Linked DNA regions of Mus musculus: region 1 is linked to region 2. The links are chromatin contacts, called in public Hi-C maps. All regions are on one chromosome and are shown on one strand. The core of a region is the stretch at or near the end of the contact, and the rest is flanking DNA. Distances in the headings are between cores, read along the strand shown. Region 1 overlaps Gm36251 (a long non-coding RNA gene). Region 2 has its middle 220 kb from the start of Gm24957.

What was found. Hi-C and Micro-C count contacts between places; a contact is called where the count stands out from the background.
Region 1: a contact with region 2 is called in a Hi-C map of cortical neurons, with 2.8 times the contacts expected there. The contact joins two enhancer-like sites. A contact is called at or near these places in 2 of 484 Hi-C or Micro-C datasets (cortical neurons and forebrain).

Annotation. Positions count from the first base shown.
Region 1 is chr9:113,078,767-113,085,008 of GRCm38.p6, forward strand. All of the region lies in intron 5 of Gm36251 (a long non-coding RNA gene), which reads right to left. Among named protein-coding and RNA genes, the nearest start is that of Gm36251, 42 kb to the right of the region's middle. Within about 2 kb of position 2,560, at least 4 of the 459 cell types and tissues checked have an H3K27ac peak or open chromatin away from gene starts, as enhancers often do. A contact at or near this core is called in cortical neurons, where this site is marked.
Region 2 is chr9:112,741,015-112,747,114 of GRCm38.p6, forward strand. No RefSeq gene overlaps it. Among named protein-coding and RNA genes, the nearest start is that of Gm24957, 220 kb to the left of the region's middle. Within about 2 kb of position 3,632, at least 7 of the 459 cell types and tissues checked have an H3K27ac peak or open chromatin away from gene starts, as enhancers often do. A contact at or near this core is called in cortical neurons, where this site is marked.

The DNA.
Region 1 (6,242 bases), core at 1,310-3,809, 340 kb after region 2:
AGATAAATAAATCTCTTAGCATGAAAACAACTAAGAAAACATGAACCAAATTCAAAATAGTCTTTGTCATAGTAAAGCCACAGAAATCTGCTTAAGTGGGAGTCTTACCTCATGCTGTGCTATGCACTGTGACAGAGTTAACACAGGAGTAAGGAAATGTACTTTGGGGAAATAGAAATGGCTCAGTGGCTAAAATCACTTGCTACTCTTCCAAAAGACTCAGGTTCTGGTCCCAGCATCGCATGGGAGGTCAAAACTAACTCTAACTCCAGTTCTAGGGGAAGTCTATCCAGCCTCTGGTGACTGCAGACACCCAGTGTACAGACACATACATTCAGTCATTCAGGCAAATATTCATGAATAAAATAAAAACAAAGCATTTTAAGAAAAAAGTACTCCCACCTATTTTCTGAATGTGCTTTGGCTCTGTTTCCTCAGATTGTACCATTACAAAACAGTCAGTCTCATGTTCTTTCATAAAAGCCCACCACTGCCTATTTACAACACATCAAGGTCAGCGACTCCACCCACTGTCCTGAAATGCACTGGAGAATGCTCACTGTAAAGCTAAGGCTGATAGAACATCTTAAGATGTAAAGTTGGGGCTGGTGCGAGGTTAGGGGGTGGGGTGGGATGGAGTGGGGAAGAGGAAGTGTCAGAGAATCTCTGAGCCAGACAAGCTGAAGTTGATCCCAGGTATTCCAGGTTGTCCTCTGACCTTAACAGGTATGCAATGGCACATGCACACCAACAGACATTCATGCTTACCATGTTGGTAGTGACCCCCTACTTCTGCAAAGCTAGGAAACCTAGCTGACAGAGTCATACACAAACCTGGATCTCAATGAAGCTGTCTATTAGGCTGCACGAAATGAATGAATGAAGCAGCAAGTGACCAGGGTGCACAATAATGCCAATCTCAGAGAAAGGATCATATGACTTTCCTCCCTTGCCGCCTCCCAGATCCGCTCTTTAAAACACACCAATCTGCGCTGCCGTACACACTCTTGGCTGTATGCCCATCCTCCAGAGCCCCCTCTACCTATCAGGGGCCACATCCTTAAAGAAAACTGACTCTTCCTCTCCTGGAAGAGAAGCTATCAACTCTCAATAGCTCCTCAGCTAAGAGGAAGACTTCAAGACTACCTCTTCTCTCTGTGCTGGGATTCTGTTGGGCTTGACCAATACTGGGAATTATTAGTTCAGTAATACATCCAAAAGTTTACACATACTAACCAAACAGAGTTTATCTATGACATTCAAGATTAGTCTAGTATATAAAACCAAATAATGAGAGATGGTGAGGGTACCTATTGCCACCACATGTCTATGCAATATGAATGTACTGACAGAAACAATCACACAAGAAAAGAAAACACCAAGCTATCCTAATAGTAGTTTAAATCCCTAATGACCCTTCTGCACTTAGAGGTGTGTGTGTGTGTGTGTGTGTGTGTGTGTGAGTGTTTATGTGTGTGTGTGTGTGTGTTTACCACCAACCGTGTGTGTGTGTGTGTGTGTGTGTGTTGCCAGTTAGTTGTATTTTTTGTTTGTTTTGGTGTTTGTTTCTGTTTTGTTTTTCAGATGAAGTCTCACTGACCTGAGCTTAACAAGTAAACAAAGCTGCCTGGTCAGCGAGCCACTGAGATCTGCCCATCTCTGCCTTCTGAAGCTTGGGATTATGAACTTTTATTGCTATGGGTTTGGGGGATGGAATTCAGGCAAGGCAAGTGCATTCCTGACTCCCCAGCCCCCTAATGACTCCTTTCAAAGTAAATGTTTGGAACTGAAATATGAGTTCAATAGAATTGTAGGGCATAAAATCAACATGCAAAAAAAAAAAATGAGTTACATGAATAATGACCTACTCAAAGGAGACACTAGGCAATGATCCCATTTGCATGAGTCCCTTGTCCCCAACAATAAAATACACATACACAAGAACCAATATAACTATGAAGGGGAACTACCTATACTCTGAAATGAGACAAAGATCCACCCAGGAGAGAGAATGAGATGACCACTACAGAACAGACCTGACCTCACTTCACACGGCCTTCTACACGGAGGAGGCTGCACCATATTCCTTTGCCCCACTTATTTAAATATAAGGTTTGTTACTAGAGAATAGCTGACTGCGTGATACATACTGATGTGTGGCCAGCATCACTCCTGAATGTCAAGGAAACCTATGTTTGTTTTAAATGTACAACCCTCTACTACCAGCTCTTCCTTAATTAGAATTTTCCTGAGTGTTTAAACCTAGGCACAAACATTTAGAGCAAGCTATTGCCATGCATATGAAAATGAGGGTGCTGTGGAGGTAATTAGGAGTGTGATCTGCCTCCCTCGGCCTGCTTACTCCTAAGATTCCCTGTTTCTTTGGTGATCAGCCAGCTTGGCTCAGCTAATGCTGGGTGCATGTGTCCAGTTTCCTTTGTTTTAAGAAATTGACATCTCCAGAGCCATTTGAAGACTATAACCCAGGTTGACAGGCACAGATTCTGTTCCACAGGGATGACCCCACCACCTATGACATGGCTTATGCATATACATAGTGTCTGCCCCACCCACCCCTGCCTCCCCTCATGCACACACATAGTGTCTGCCCCAACCCATGACTCCCCTCATACACAAACTATTTTTAGAATCCTGAAAAGAAACGGCTAGAAACTCTTACATCGTTGTCCTGAAGTGTGATTTTTTTCCCATATATGACACATTGATCAAAACAGAAGAGAACCTTTCCTAAATTCTCTGAGTCAGACTTTATAAGTAACATCCGTGAGGCACGGTACATGAACAACAGTTCTTTAAAGCAACAAGAAATGTGACTTTTTCATGAATAAAAAATTGAGTTTGAACTTGGGTCCACCGAAGCCTTATTTAACTCAGAGCTCTTAAACCTCATGTCCTTTGTTTATGTGATACTTATATTTCAGACTCCAGGCGGTTCTTCCAGAAGAATTATACATTCTGATGCATTCATCCATCACACACTTCCGACGTTAGATGTATTTTTAGTGTGCCCAGCTTGCCCAGAATGAATATAACAAGCATGTAATGTATCCTGAGGTGGGAATGAAATTGATAGAAGCCGGGTAGGGGTGATGGAAAAGAGGAGGGTGGTGGAAAGATGACTCAGAGTTCATGAGCTTTGGAACATGAAAGGCTCTCTAAGTCATGGAAAAGCACGCTCAAGAGCCCACCAGAGCAAGACTCAGGGCCTGCTCAGCAAACAGCCTACAGCCAGGCAAGACCTAGCAGAACTGGAAAGGGGCATGCTAGACAAGCTGTTGCAAAATGTGCTTACAGGGCCATCAAGATGGCTCAGCAGTGAAAGTGCCTGAAGCAGAGCCTGGAGGACTGAGTTCTGTCCCCAGAATCTAAATGGTAAAAGAACTAACTGACTCCCAAAAGTTGTCCCCTGACCTTTACATGAAAACTGTAGTATATGTATACACATGTACATAAATACATACATGCATATATATATACACACATGTACAATATATAGTAAATGTAAAAATAAACTTTTAAAAATAAACAGAATGATTTTAGTATGGTTCAGATTTTAAATTATAGCCAAAAGTAATGAAATGAAGTTTTAAACTAATTTGTTTATTTTTAATTGCCATAGATAGATAGATAGATAGATAGATAGATAGATAGATAGATAGATAGATAGATAGATAGATATATAGATAGATATGAGAGAGGGGGAAAGAGAGAAAGGGAGTATGATATGACACATTGACTGAAGTGAACATTGTATAAGATGCAGTGAAGCTAATTAGCATCCATCACCTCATCAATTTATCAGTCTTGTGATTAGATCATTAAAAATATCTCAGCAATTTTGCAATCTACAATAGCTATGACCCATAGCACAATAGGTCACTAAATCATGTGTTCTAAGACTTTGTATGTTTGGTCAGAATCTTCTCATTCTTCATCTCTCTTAATGAGCCCCTAAGCTCTGGTATCCACTTTTCTCCTCTATGCTTCTATGATATTGGTCTTTTTAGATTGTACAAATAGGGAAAACCAGGGCAGATACCCAAATAATGGAAAGTAATGTGATGAGGAGACATGTGGACTCCTTGGTCCATTTCAGTGTCACCCAGGATATCCAAACCTCAAAATATGGAACAGGGATGGATAAAGAAGTGTCGTGTATTTTCATAATGGAATACTGAAATGCTTTTTAAAAGTAAGAAAATTGTCATTTGAAAACAGGACTGGTGGAAATGAGAACTTATCAAAGCAGTAGCGAGGTAAGACTTAATTTTTACAAAGATTAATGGATTAGAAGACACAGGCTGAGACACTTGGTGGTTAGTAGGCTGATGGATAATGGCCACACTGACCACTCCTAAGGAGTAGACCAAACACAATACATTGTGCAGCAGGTGATGCACCCACATTCACCCAGACCCCCTAGGGTCTCAGAGATCTCTCTTAACTTTGACCTATTAGGCATAATGATGTGTCTTAACCATTTGACTTCATACCAATAAACATACAACAGAGACAGTCATGGAAAAAAACACTGGGAAAAGACAATCAAAGCTTTATAGAGTCTCTGGATTGTTGTGTGTTAGGATGTGGCTCATATTAACATGAAAAATCTCAATGTTACTGACTTATTTCCCTTCTTACACAAGACCTGTCTCCTTTCTCCAAGCCTTGGCCAGCTCTGAATGAGAGTCACAAGGATGCCACACATAAGATATTTAGAATTTCCAGCAGTCTGAGAACCACACTGTTGCCTACAAAGCCTTGTGTGTATTGCTTTCACTACAACAGAATACACCTCTGTTATGTAAAACCTAGCCTGGTACCAGAGTGGCAAGATGGTCTCTACCAAAGAGGACCGTGCATTCTTCTTCTTTCCCTTGAACACAAGTGGTATAAGATAGGCATGTTAGTGTGTGTTACTGGACGCGGAGCCTGAGACAGGGGTCCTGCTATGCTGATAGAAAACTCTTAGGAGAATGAAAATGAGTCAGTTGATGTGAGCCAAAAAAAAAAAAAAAAGCAAATGAGTAAAGATGTAACTTCAGCTTAAGGTCGGCTTCAGTTTGGTCTGCTAGTCTACCCCACTGTTTGTATTCAGGACTGTCCCTCCCTTAAAGCAAGGGACATTCTCCTAGAACCCCATTCCACTCCATCCTTAACTAAAGCCTGCTTTCATTGATACACTGTAGGTATCTAACAGATAAGGTAAAGTAGCCATCACTTGGATGAACGTAATTTGCTGCAGGAGAAAGCAGCCACATTAGCAGACACTTGCAGGAGCTGGAAACTGGGTTTACCAGGCAGGTAAAGTGGATCAGAGTAGGACACCAGTTAGCCTTCTCTATGGGTTTCAGTGGCATTTTGCTGAAACCTAGGGTGTAACATTTATTGAAACGACCCCCCCCCCCAGTATTTATTTCTAACATTCCCACTTTCCAGAAAAAGAAACAAAAGAGAATGTCATAGAGTGAACAGTCAGGTTTGCCCTTCTCCCTAGAAACAAAGACAGGCTGGTGGTGCCCTGTGCCACTCAAGGTAGTGAAGAAGAAAGGCTTGTGGTCAAAGGAAATGTTGGCTTTCTACTAGCATCCTGCAGGCACAGCACAGGGACCTGGTACAGTGTAGGAAGGAGCTTCATCTTCACTGTTCCTGTGATCTGGTTATATTCCCCTGACTTTGCAGCCTTTCTCACTAACCTGAGCCTTCTCTGCTTCCTGTTGAATTTGAACCAGTAAATGTCTTGCTTTGGCCAAGAAAATATGGCAGAGATGAAAGTGTCCTCTCTCTGGGATTGTGTCTTGAGAGGTTTTGTGTGCCCTGCCTAATCTCTTGAACTAATATCTCCATGAAGAAACCAAGCCCAGGTTACAGCAGTAGAGAATGAGGATACAAGTCACACAGAAGGAGTCAGATGCCCTGATAGAAACCATTTGAGATCAGCCAACAGTTGGCCAACCAACCTGCAGACTGGCAAGCCAGCCCAGCCTAAATCAACCATTCCTTAACAGCCCTCCAGCCGTTCAACACAACAACCACTGCTTCCTGCTTTCAACTGAAGTTTGTGGTTGTCTCATCATTTCTATATTTATTACAGTAAGTTAGCAGTAAATGTTTATTGCATCCGATGTCCCCAAACAGATACCATGCTGCACCACTTTGGAAGAGCTGGCCTAACACAGGCAGCAGGGATCAAGTTTATTCTCTGCTGCCACTCTCAGGAA
Region 2 (6,100 bases), core at 2,382-4,881:
AAGAACATTTTCTGTTCTTCGAGGGGACCCAAGTTCGGTTGGAAGCACGCATATTGGATGCTCACAATGGTCTATAGCTTCAGATCCAGGGGAGACAGCACCCTACTCTCAAGTCTGAGGGCACCGACAGGAATTTTGCCTACACACACAAAGTCATATGTGAAAATGGAAATAAATCTTTATGAAAAGAAGAGAAATTTTTTCTGTAGTGAAAAGCACTGCCTGATAGCTGACATGCAAGGAAAGTTTTCCCCCTTCCTTTATCCATGTTTAGCATCTCCAAAACATGGTGGATGTAACTGGTCCAGTGGACTAAAGGAAGGAGTTTGTTAATTTTCACTTTGTAAACTCCTCACAGGAGATCACCTCACTATCTCAATTGTCAATTGTCTTGAAGTGACTTGAGATATTTCAGATAAAGAACTCACAGTACTGCAAAGAGTTCTGCCACATTCTGATTGCAAAGTACTTTACAAACTGTCAGATAAGCAAAGCACAGGCCTGAAATACGTCATTGACAAATGCCCAGGTAGTAGGGAAACATGACTAGCCATGCCTCTTAGCAGAATGTCTTTAAAATGAAGGCTAATGTCCGGTGGTGGCAGTGCATGCCTTTAATCCCAGCACTTGGGGGGCAGAAGCAGGTGGATTTCTGAGTTTGAGGCCAGCCTGGTCTACAGAGTGAGTTCCAGGACAGCCAGGGCTACACAGAGAAACCCTGTCTTGAAAAAAGAAAAACAAGTAAACAAGAAAATAAATAAATGAATAAAATGAAGGATAATTAACAAATTACATGAAACCACTGGGCACATTTAATACATTGTTAAGACTTTTATTTTTTAAATTGTATATATGTGCATGAGTGTGTGTGTGTGTGTGTGTGTGTGTGTGTGTGTGTGTGTGTAATGTGCATGTGTATATATGCCACATTGTATACAGATACCCATGGAAGTCAGAAGAGGGTGTTGGATTCCTTGGAGCTGGAGGTTGAGAAAGTTATGGGACACCTGATGAGAGGCAACTGAACTTGAGTCCCTGAGAAAAGCAACATGTGATCCTAACCACTGAGCTCTCCTTCCAGACTGCCACTGAATTTTACCCCCTCAGGTTCATTCTTCTATAAATCCTGAAATTTTCATACAGCTACTTGAAAACCCAGCAAGACTTACAAGTTTCAGGACAGGAAAGCACAACCAAGGGGGTTTAATTCTTGGTAACATAAGTAAATAGATGGTCCGAGTGAGTCCCTGGGAAAGGTGATATTCCTACAATGAGATACCATATAATTAAGTGAGTGACCATTTCTTTAAGAACACAGAACAATTAACATGTAAAGATAGCCACAAGAGACAGAGGCTGGAGAAATGCTCAGTGGTTAACAGCACAGGCTACTCTTGCAGAGGAAGAGATTTGAGTCTCAGCACCCACATGGCAGCTTACAACCACCTATGATATCTGTCTTAGTCAGGGTTTCTATTCCTGCACAAACATCATGACCAAGAAACAAGTTGGGGAGGAAAGGGTTTATTCAGCTTACACTTCCATACTGCTGTTCATCACCAAGGAAGTCAGGACTGGAACTCAAGCAGGTCAGAAAGCAGGAGCCGATGCAGAGGCCATGGAGGGATGTTCTTTACTGGCTTGCCTCCCCTGGCTTGCTCAGCCTGCTCTCTTATAGAACCCAAGACTGCCAGCCCAGAGATGGTCCCACCCACAAGGGGCCTTTCCCCCTTGATCACTAATTGAGAAAATGCCTTAGAGTTGGATCTCATGGAGGCATTTCCTCAACTGAAGCTCCTTTCTCTGTGATAACCCCAGCTGTGTCAAGTTGACACAAAACTAGCCAGTACAATATCGATTCCAGGGAAACTGATACCTACATCTGGCTTCCATGGGCACTCAACACAGATGGTACACCTACATGCAGGCAAACACTCACATACACAAAATGAAAAGGAAATGTTTTAAAAAGTAAAAGTTATATTGTATTACTGTCTATCATTTCTCAGTAACCAGCTGTGTCATGGACAGAGACCTTCAATAGACCAGGGTTCATCACAGTATCCTTGCTGACACCCCTTGCATCTTGGAATCCAGAAGCCTCTTACTGCTAATGGATCCTCTGTCTGAGCAGTCAGTCATGCTGCCTCTCTCTCCCCATATGAAGTAAAGTCTCATCTTGTGATTTATGCTTTACAATAATGATACACAAAATCTCTGCCCTTACACTGCCTATCTTCAAAGACTCCATTCAACTCCTGCTCTCTCTAGGACACCTCTTGTAACATTTCCTGGCTCCATCAGCTCTGTGGGATCTTGTGTGTGGGATCTGTGCTTGTGTCTCTTACCACACAGGCTGACTAAACACTGGGATCCTTTCTCTGCCATCTTTGGATGCTTCACCACCTCAGAAACACGTGTGACCTTGAGTCGTCCTCTAGACACATTTACTGGTGTTAGGTGGACAACAAGCTCTCTGGTTCGTGTTCACCTCATGAGGAGAGACTGCTCTGTGAATCATGAGCATGGATTTCTAAAAAAAAAAATCCATATTTCATTGTTTGGAAAGCTGGCTCCTCACTAGATAGTCCGATGATTTAATTGTTGTGCTGCCTTCAATGATTTTAATAATCAAGCACTTGGCATAAATTTAAGAAAGTACCAGTGAGTCCACAGGAGTTACTTAATTGTTATATAATCATTGTTCCTCCTAAAAACAACTTATTCTTTGTTGATATGGTAATGGCAGTCCATTAGGTGTCCATTAGGGTATTCCTTATGGAACCTGACACAAGAAACAAATGCTACCATTTGCAAATTAATGTTTGTTTTATGAAACAAAAGACTTTCCCTTCTAAATGATCCTGTGGTGTCTGGGGTCTGTGACAGAGGTGGAAGGCAGGGGAAGAGCATTATTGTAGGGACAGTGTGAGAGCTGTCAGAGCAGGCTTAAGGTCACAGACACTCCTCAGGGTGCAGCTGCAGACACAGTTGATATGGGCTCTCTATACTTTCTGTGGCATGGCTTTTTCTGGGTTGAATTGCTCTAGTGCCCCAGAACTTTGTACCTGGCCTTGCTACTCCCTCGACTGAGAGAGTGCCAACAATTTGGCAGTAGAAACAAAAAACAAAAGCATACACTTTTAATGATCAAATGAATCTTGTCCTCTCAAAATTACATTTTAACTTTTAAAATATACATGTTTCTATCTAAATCTAAAGTTCATTTATATGTTCAATTATGCATTATATACAAAATGTCTTGATGAGGTCTCTGGATATATTTTAAGTAGACTTAAAATAACTAAACCTTTGGTCCAAAATTTGTACCATGTTCTCTGTCCAACAGTCAGGGAAAAACCATCACTTATCTGGCTAGGAATCAACTACAGTTACACATAAATAGATACCACATTGTCCAACAAAACCAACAGTTTATTGGTTGTGTGTGTTTTAAACATTTGTGTTATATGTGTACATGGGTATGTGTACATTGCAGAAAGCAGAGATCAATGTCTTCTTCCCTCATTGGTAATTCTCCACATTACTTTTTGAAAGAGGTTATCTTACTGACCCAGCACTTCCCTATTTGTCTAGACTAGTTAGCCACCAAGTCCATTGAACTCCTGTCTCCATCCTCAATTCCCTGCCCCCTAATGCTAGGGTCACAAACATGAGTCAGGTAAAACTATTTAGATCAATCCTGGAGATCTAAATTTGGGACTTCACACTTGTGTGGCAGTCCTGTTACCAACTGCTTCATCTCCCCAGCAACGGCTTTTTGTTTTCGTATGCTGTTTCAGCTGCTAAAAATACCCTGTGTTTATTTCACTCCTGTTTTCTCCGTGTCAAGCTCCACTCACTCCTGTTTGCCTTCTGGAGTTTGCTTGATCCATCCTCGTCTCCTTCCTGCAAAACTACTTCAGTGGTTAGGCATCATGTCTGATCGTCTGACATCTAATTATGCTCCTCAAATTGCTATGTAATTGAAGCTTCTAAGTGATATGACACAAAGTCCAGGTAGCTTACAAGCCGTCCTCTAACATGTTAAGCATCATAGAATGTTAAGTAGATCCTTGATGGTATGCATATGAAATGATTGTTTTGTTGAACACTGGTAATTCAATGAATCCATAATCTAACTACCTATGCTACTAAACTATGCCCTGAGGGGCATTTCATTTACTTTAAAAAATGGATTGAGATATATTATGAAATTAATTGTGTGTGTCTAAAATGTGTAGATTATACAATAACAACCACTTGGGAATTTCAGTGATTTGACATTGAACGCAGGTTGTTAGTATCTGGAAAATGAAGAAGAAGAATAATTCTATTTTATGAAATTTCACACCAATGAAAATTAAAACATTTTTGGGACACTGAGTTCAGGAAAAATAGGATTTTCTTATTGAAAACAGATGTTTCTCTCGTAAAATATATCCCAACCACAGTTTCCCCGCCCTCTGCTTCTTCCAGCCCCTTGAACTCCACCAGATCCATATCCTCCTCCACTTACTCTTCCGAAAAGAGCAGGCCTCCAAGAGATGACATCCTAACAGAACAAAACAAGATATAATAAGACAAGGTAAAAGCCCTCATATAGAGTCTGGACAAGGCAACCTGACTGAGAAAAAGAGTGCTAAGACCAAGCAAAAGAGTCAGAGCTATACACCCAAGAGGAGTTTTGTTCTGGTATGAGGGATATATTCCTAAATCCTGGAACACAGAGGATCTCTGCTAGATTTCATAATGCCTTCCAAAGCTAAATGTAGTAGAATTTTTTTCCTGTGAAAAACTGGCAAATATCAGCTTGCTGAGCAGGGGCAGAGAGCTTCAGTTGATAGTGTTCAATCTCCTGTGAAGGTCAACACACTTTACAAAACAACATCAGTCCCAACAAAACAAAGGTAGTTTATTAAGACACTCTGTAATTAGGACAATATTCCCATACGGGACAAGAAAACAGAGATAAAAATATGTTTGCCTCCAATGATCTAGATCTCTAAGCAGATAAACAATATTTTAATTAAAAGCAAGCATGTGAAAATGTTCAAGCAGTACTCCTGAGCACGGCAATGAAAAGTTCTCCGTCTTTAGTTCACCCTTGGAGATAATTAAATTTCAGAGTTTCTGCTTTAAATTTTTTCTGATGATTTCCAACTGATGTCTATTACTCTCGTAATGCTATCAAATTTACAGTGTACTGACTTGCTCCTTGATAGAAGAATGTGTGTGTGTGTGTGTGTGTGTGTGTGTGTGTGTGTGTGTGTGTGTGTATAGCCATGAGATCATCGGTGTATGAGAAGGCCGGAGGTCAACCTGAGGTGTCATTACTCATTACTGTCCACATCACTAGGATCTGTGAGTCAATACTGAGGCTAGGCTGGCTGTTCAGTGAGCCACAGGGAGCCTCCTGCCTCCACCTCCCCAGTGCTGGAATTGAAAGGTGTTCCTTTAGGGCTGGTGAGATGGCTCAGTGGGTAAGAGCACCCGACTGTTCTTCCAAAGGTCCAGAGTTCAAATCCCAGCAACCACATGGTGGCTCACAACCATCCGTAACAAGATCTGATGCCCTCTTCTGGAGTGTCTGAAGACAGCTACAGTGTACTTACATATAATAAATAAATAAATCTTTAAAAAAAAAAAAAGAAAAGAAAAAAAAAGGTGTTCCTTTAATTGGGTGTTGGGGATTGAAGAGTACTCACTGTTCTTGCAGAGGACCTGAGTTCAGTTCCTAGAACCCACTTGATGGCTCCTAACTGTGGGTAACTCCAGTTTTATGGGTTCTAAGACCTCCTCTTCTAGACTCCATGGACATTTGCACACTCATGATACACATGCATACATGCAGGCAAAACACTCAAATACATAAAATTAGATAAATAAAATCTTTAAAAGTTATTTTTCAAAGCAGAACTTGTCGCATATCTTAGTCAAACAACACACTAAATATTAGAAGTAAACTAAACTAGCTCTTCTTTCAGTTGACCTGGCTTTCAGGCTCTATGGATCTTCCTAAAGAGTCTGTTCCAAGGCCCCAGGCACATATATAGCAGAGGACTTCCTGGTCTAACTTCAGTAGATGATGAGCCTAATC